2 separate regions of the Mus musculus genome follow, and region 1 is linked to region 2. Evidence: chromatin contacts called from public Hi-C data. All regions are on one chromosome and are shown on one strand. Each heading gives the region's core, a stretch centred on a gene start, on an enhancer-like site or on the middle of the called end of the contact. The rest is flanking DNA. Distances are from core to core; before and after follow the strand shown.

Evidence for each region. Hi-C and Micro-C count contacts between places; a contact is called where the count stands out from the background.
Region 1: a contact with region 2 is called in a Hi-C map of epidermal suprabasal cells, with 4 times the contacts expected there. The contact joins the enhancer-like site here to the promoter of Kprp in region 2. A contact is called at or near these places in 2 of 39 promoter capture datasets (both in the 3T3-L1 cell line), 9 of 484 Hi-C or Micro-C datasets (the C2C12 cell line, cerebral cortex, cortical neurons and 3 more), 1 of 115 datasets of contacts at active chromatin or transcription factors (embryonic stem cells) and 1 of 9 other capture datasets (liver).

The regions. Positions count from the first base shown.
Region 1 is chr3:92,893,715-92,896,604 of GRCm38.p6, reverse strand. No RefSeq gene overlaps it. Among named protein-coding and RNA genes, the nearest start is that of 2310050C09Rik, 25 kb to the right of the region's middle. Within about 2 kb of position 1,279, at least 11 of the 459 cell types and tissues checked have an H3K27ac peak or open chromatin away from gene starts, as enhancers often do. A contact at or near this core is called in epidermal suprabasal cells, where this site is marked.
Region 2 is chr3:92,825,857-92,828,636 of GRCm38.p6, reverse strand. It overlaps Kprp (keratinocyte expressed, proline-rich), which reads left to right and starts at 1,390. Exons shown (of 2, transcript NM_028629.1): 1 at 1,390-1,422.

The DNA of each region.
Region 1 (2,890 bases), core at 30-2,529, 68 kb before region 2:
GAAGCTGGAAAGAACCCAGATGTACCTCAACAGAGGAATGAATACAGAAAATGTGGTACATTTACACAATGGAGTACTACTCAGCTATTAAAAACAATGAATTTATGAAATTCTTAGGCAAATGGATGAATCTGGAGGATATCATCCTGAGTGAAATAACCCAATAACAAAAGAAGTCACTTGCTATGCACTCACTGATAAGTGGATATTAGTCCAGAAACTTAGAACACCCAAGATACAATTTGCAAAACACAAGAAAATCAAGAAGAAGGAAGACCAACACGTGGATACTCCATAACTCCTTAGAATAGGGAACAAAATACCCATGGAAGGAGTTGCAGAGACAAAGTTTGGAGCTAAGATGAAAGGATGGACTATCCAGAGACTACCCCACTTGGGGATCCATCCCATAATCAGCCACCAAACCCAGACACTATTGCATATGCCAGCAAGATTTTGCTGAAGGGACCCTGATATAGCTGTCTCTTGTGAGGCTATGCAGGTGCCTGGCAAACACAGAAATGGATGCTCACAGTCAGCTATTGGATGGAACACAGGGCCCCCAATGGAGGAGCTAGAGAAAGTACCCAAGGAGCTGAAGGGGTCTGCAACCCTATAGGTGGAACAACAATATGAACTAACCAGTACCCCCAGAGCTCATGTCTCTAGCTGCATATGTAGCAGAAGATGGCCTAGTCGGCCATCATTGGGAAGAGAGGCTCCTTGGTCTTGCAAACTTTATATGTCCCAGTACAGGGGAATGCCAGGGCCAAGAAGTGGGAGTGGGTGGGTAGGAGAGCAGGGCGGGCAGAGGGTATAGGGAACTTTCGGGATAGCATTTGAAATGTAAATAAAGAAAATATCTAATAAAAAAGGCAAAAAAAAAAGAGAGAAAAGAAAGAAAAAAGAAAAAAATTCTGTGACAAGATGCATTTAACAATGTAGTGACTGATCCCCAGAAACACAGCTACTGCATGGTAGAGAATCAAATCCAGGCAGTCTGACTCCTGGCCTTATATTCTCTATTTTTGCAGGCTCGTTTGTTTTAAGGATTAGTGGATTCCCTGAGTAGCTAGTAATGTATCTATAACTTGTGTAGCTGTGGACTTGACAATTCCAAGGTTGCCTTGCAACACAAAAATTCTATACTCACCTATGCTACCCTCAGCACTAACAACAAAGGGCAAGTGCTCTGTGCTCAACCCAAGGGGAGGGCAGGTCCAGAAATCCAGGCTGGGCTTCTCAAATGGCTATGAGAAAGAGATGACTCAGGTAGGTGTGTGGTTGTGCTGTGGCACTCCCTGGAGGCTGACACGTGACTGGGCCATGAGAAGGAGTTTCTCAGAAACGGCTGAGACCGGCTCTTCCCCATCAGTGACCAACACAAGGGACATTCCTTGTCATCTCCTCAGGGGGAAATTAGCAGCACTCAGAGAAACAGGGTGAAGTGTGTAAGCAGAGCGAGAGGAAGGAGAGAAGCCGGCAGGGAGTAGACCTACAGAGGATGCTTTTCAGAGCATGTAAGGTCCTGAGTTCAGTGTTCATTGGATTGCTGTTTTCATGGAATGAAAGTTCTCAACTCTGTGGCTGGAATTTTTCATTTTGACAGTACATGCCCACTGTTGCTAATAATTTCCAGTTATGAGTACCGACTGACATATTATCCATCTTCTTTATGTCTTCAGGTGGTAGTTCAGAAGTGCCAGTAGTTACATTAATGTGATACTTAGGGGTACCTGAGCAATCAGCTCATCATCTTAGGGCTACATTGATCCCAGCATATGGCAGTTGGGAGGCTCCATGGTTTTCAGACATGAAAGACTGACTGTGTCTACTGGAGACAGAACATGGTGGCAGATAAGTATCAGACCTGGCTCAATGCCTGATGTGGCTATGCAGTGCTATACCTCCCCTACCAGGACTCTGGCTCGCCCAGGACTAATCCTGATTCCCTTACACAAGATCCTCTGGGTGTGCTCTTCATCCACTCCAAACCTGATGTTCCTATTCCAGTCTCTCAACTACTTGAAGGGTTGGGACAGCCCAGGTGGGTTCTGAGCACTGGAAACAAAACAAAACAAAACAAAACAAAACAAAACAAAACAAAACAAAACAAAACAAAACAAAACAAAACCACAGCTGAGTCTTCCAAGAAGGAAGGTGAGAAGGGCAGTGTTTGAAGAAGTCTGAAAAATGGGTGTGCTCTTTGTGGAGCTGTAGTGAAGTTAACCTCTTAACATACAAGCAAAGAAAGAAACACAGCACTCGTAGAGGACATTGGCCCAGAGCCTGACTTGGAGCTGGCACTTTCCCCAGATGGGTAAGAACAAGGTTCTTTGGTTTCTCTTAGCTCCGCCTTGGGGCCTGGCAATGTATAAGCACCTTGTTGCTGATGAGTGTCTGCCAAGCCTGCAGAAACCTGTAAAAACCTGCAGAAGTCTGCAGGAGACTAGGAAGGCTGGCCCTTCCGAATTCCATTCAGGAATAGGACTTATAAAGGGAGGGGAAAGAAGAACCATTCTTAGTGCATATATTAATATGTTTTATCCTGTTAAAACTGCAGGTAGATTTCACAAATCTCTTTAAAGTTCAACTTACTCTTTCCAGGTGGAGATGCAAAAGTGGCTGGATGTAATACTTTCAAATAGAGAAAATGGAGGCTTGAGGATAGGTTGGGGTGTTATAAGCTGCATCTGAGCAGGTGTATGGAGACAGTTGTCTGTGCATGGAGGGGTGGGGGCAGAGCTGTAGAACTCTGGCCAGGCTGCTCATACCGATGCCCCATCACACTGGTCAGACAATACCAGAGCTAGTAGAGTGTGGGTTTGTGAACGTGGCCTGAGGATTTGGGCACTGGACTGTCAGCCAGAGGAAATAATCTTTCCCTTGC
Region 2 (2,780 bases), core at 141-2,640:
TGTTTCCTTTTTAACCATAAAAAGAATATTGGAAAAATAATATAAGGAGTCTTACATTTTAGATTGCACTGTATATATAGAATGAAGAATGAAGGGCTGCACGTGGTAGCACATACCTTTAATCCCCACTCTTAGGAGGCAGAGGCAGGCACATCTCTAATTTCAAGGCCAGCCTGGTCTACAGAAAGAGTTCTAGGACATCTAGGGCTACACAAAGAAACCCTGTCTCAAAAAAAATAAAAGAAAGGAAAAGAAAAAAGAAAAGAAAAAAAGAAAAGAAAAAGAAAGAAAAGAAAAGAAAAGAAAAGAAAAGAAAAGAAAAGAAAAAACAAAAGCCAAAGCAACAACAACAAAAGAATGATGAATCTTTGTAGAATGTAAAACCATATATGCTATTATTGGAGGGTAACTATTGTCAGTCTGATAAAAGGTAGACACCCCCTAAACAGACTTAATTTATAAAGGAAAACATGGAGATCTACAACATTAGATAAAATCTATTTACTTTAAAAAATTATTAGTTTTAACAAAGTGCAGTAAAATGTAAAGAACACCCAGCTTGTGTTTATATGTCTCATGGGGTCACCTTGCTAGCTCTATTCTGAACTGTGCTGTCTTCTAAGACATGGAGTGCCTTAAGATGCTTTGGAGGACTGCTGTATAGCATCAGGCAAGCACTTGCTGTTCATCCTCTGTCTCCTCTGCTTTAGACTGGGTCATAGCAGATGCACATTGATCCAGTTGCATTTTTGTTTATGGCATGCTTACCAACATTGAGAAAATGTTGGCTATTTTGAACATCATTCTTGGTAAGAAAGATTTGTAAGAAAGAATTGTAGTTGCCAAGATAATTTTAAAAAGATTCATCCATTTTGGAGAAGAGCAAATTAACTTCTAGTTTAGCTATAAAGGTCTCCAAGCTGTAAGTCATCAGCACGAGACACTACATGCAGCTCTGACTTCACATTTTCCTCATTCTGAAGTTGACTTGATTTTAGACTTTAGGCTTGATTGCTTTACGTCAAGGAATGCTTCCTTCATTACTTCTATCTTGTGAGAATCTGAGGCAAGGAGAAGATAGAACATGGAGTAATTTTCTAGGAAAGATGATACCTCAGTGCCTCTTCACCACCTTCACCATTGAGTCCTGCTGGGATGGAAAGGAACCTGATAGGATGAAAAATGAGAAAAAATAATCTGCTTCTCTATAGCCTGGAAACTCTGGCACCAGGGACAGACACTCCCAACTCTGTAGGTGACTAGATGGACAGCACACAGGGAGGAAATTACGTGGTGGAATGTTACCTTGGGCAGATGCCAACCAGTTGTCTCATAGTGTGAGCCAGACCCACAACTCTTTATATAAACACAGCCTTCTGTCCAGATGCCTTAGCCTGAATGACTTTGTGCCTGCTGAGGAGGGTGAGTCTGGAAGCTGGGTCCTGGGATCATGGGTGATGGATATTCAAGGGGTCCCCAGACTGTAAAGACTGAGGAATGATTAAGGCAGAAGCTAGGGCAGAGGGACATCAGTCTGAGGTGGAACACTGACCAAGGATTATAAAATGTGTAGAATTTATGGGAAGAGATGGGGCTTTAAAGTTGGTGTATTTATCTTTGGCATTCCTGGTCTTTTCTCCAGGTATCATTTCTTTCTGTTAGGAACTTGTTGTCCCTGGAGAAGATACAATATTTATTTATTTTGAGTGGTTAGAGGCACAGAAGGATGGGTACAGTAGTTATTTATGTTCTGTGCATAGAGGCACAGGAGGATGGATCACCCTCTTTAGTGAACACAGACGCTTGCTACAAATGGGAAATGTCTAGCTCTGTTTTCCAGGGGGAGAATTTTGGGTATTTTGGAAGCTTGTGAGAGGTGCTTTGTTGTTATGATTCAATTGTCAATTTAACCTTGTGCTTTGACAGTCATTAGTCTACCTGAACAGACAGGTGGCTCTGGGAAAAGCAGATGGGAGTTACTGTATTTTCTTGCTAGCTAAGGGTAGTATAGGAGCATATACCTGAATGCCTTAGGGTATATTGTGATGAACACACAATGTAAATCCATAAGGGTTTCTGACTTGTCTTACTTGACTGTAAACTCTTGAATGTGATGAGGAATATGATAGTCTCTGGCTTATCTCAGTTTAATTAACTCCATTCTGCATCTCAGAGAGTCTTAGGAGAAAACATTTCTGAAGCCGTTGATTGTCATCCTCCAGGTCATTAATAACAGCAACCTTCCTGGACAAGTGGCCATTAATCTTAAGGCTGGTGTGTTTTGCATACAAAGTATATATATTTTCATATTTCTGTGAGGATCTATTTAAAATTTACTTTAAAAGACTGAATGCAAAGCAGCAGATATTGAACACTGGGTCTGACAGGTCCAGCATTTGCCTGGATCTGTTGCTAATTCAGTGGACTCTGGTGTAATGTGAACATAGATAATGCCAGTGCTCCCCCAGCCCTGCCTCGAGCTCATTTGCACATGTGGCTTGTGTATATGTTCCTGTGTGCATGGAAGTCTCAGTTTGGGCTATGCACAAACAGAAACAAGCTGTTACTTGTTTTTCCTGTAGGGCTGTTTTCTGCTACTTGACTTTGAATCTGCTTGTCATCACTGCTCTCTGGTGGCAGACATTGGTATGCCTAACTTTATACCCAGCTATGCAGAACTGAATTTTGGCACAACCAGGGCAGGTCTCATGAGCAATAGTGACTAGTATGGGCTCAGCTAAGTCAGTAAAGATTCTTGGTTGAAAGCATATAAAGAAAAA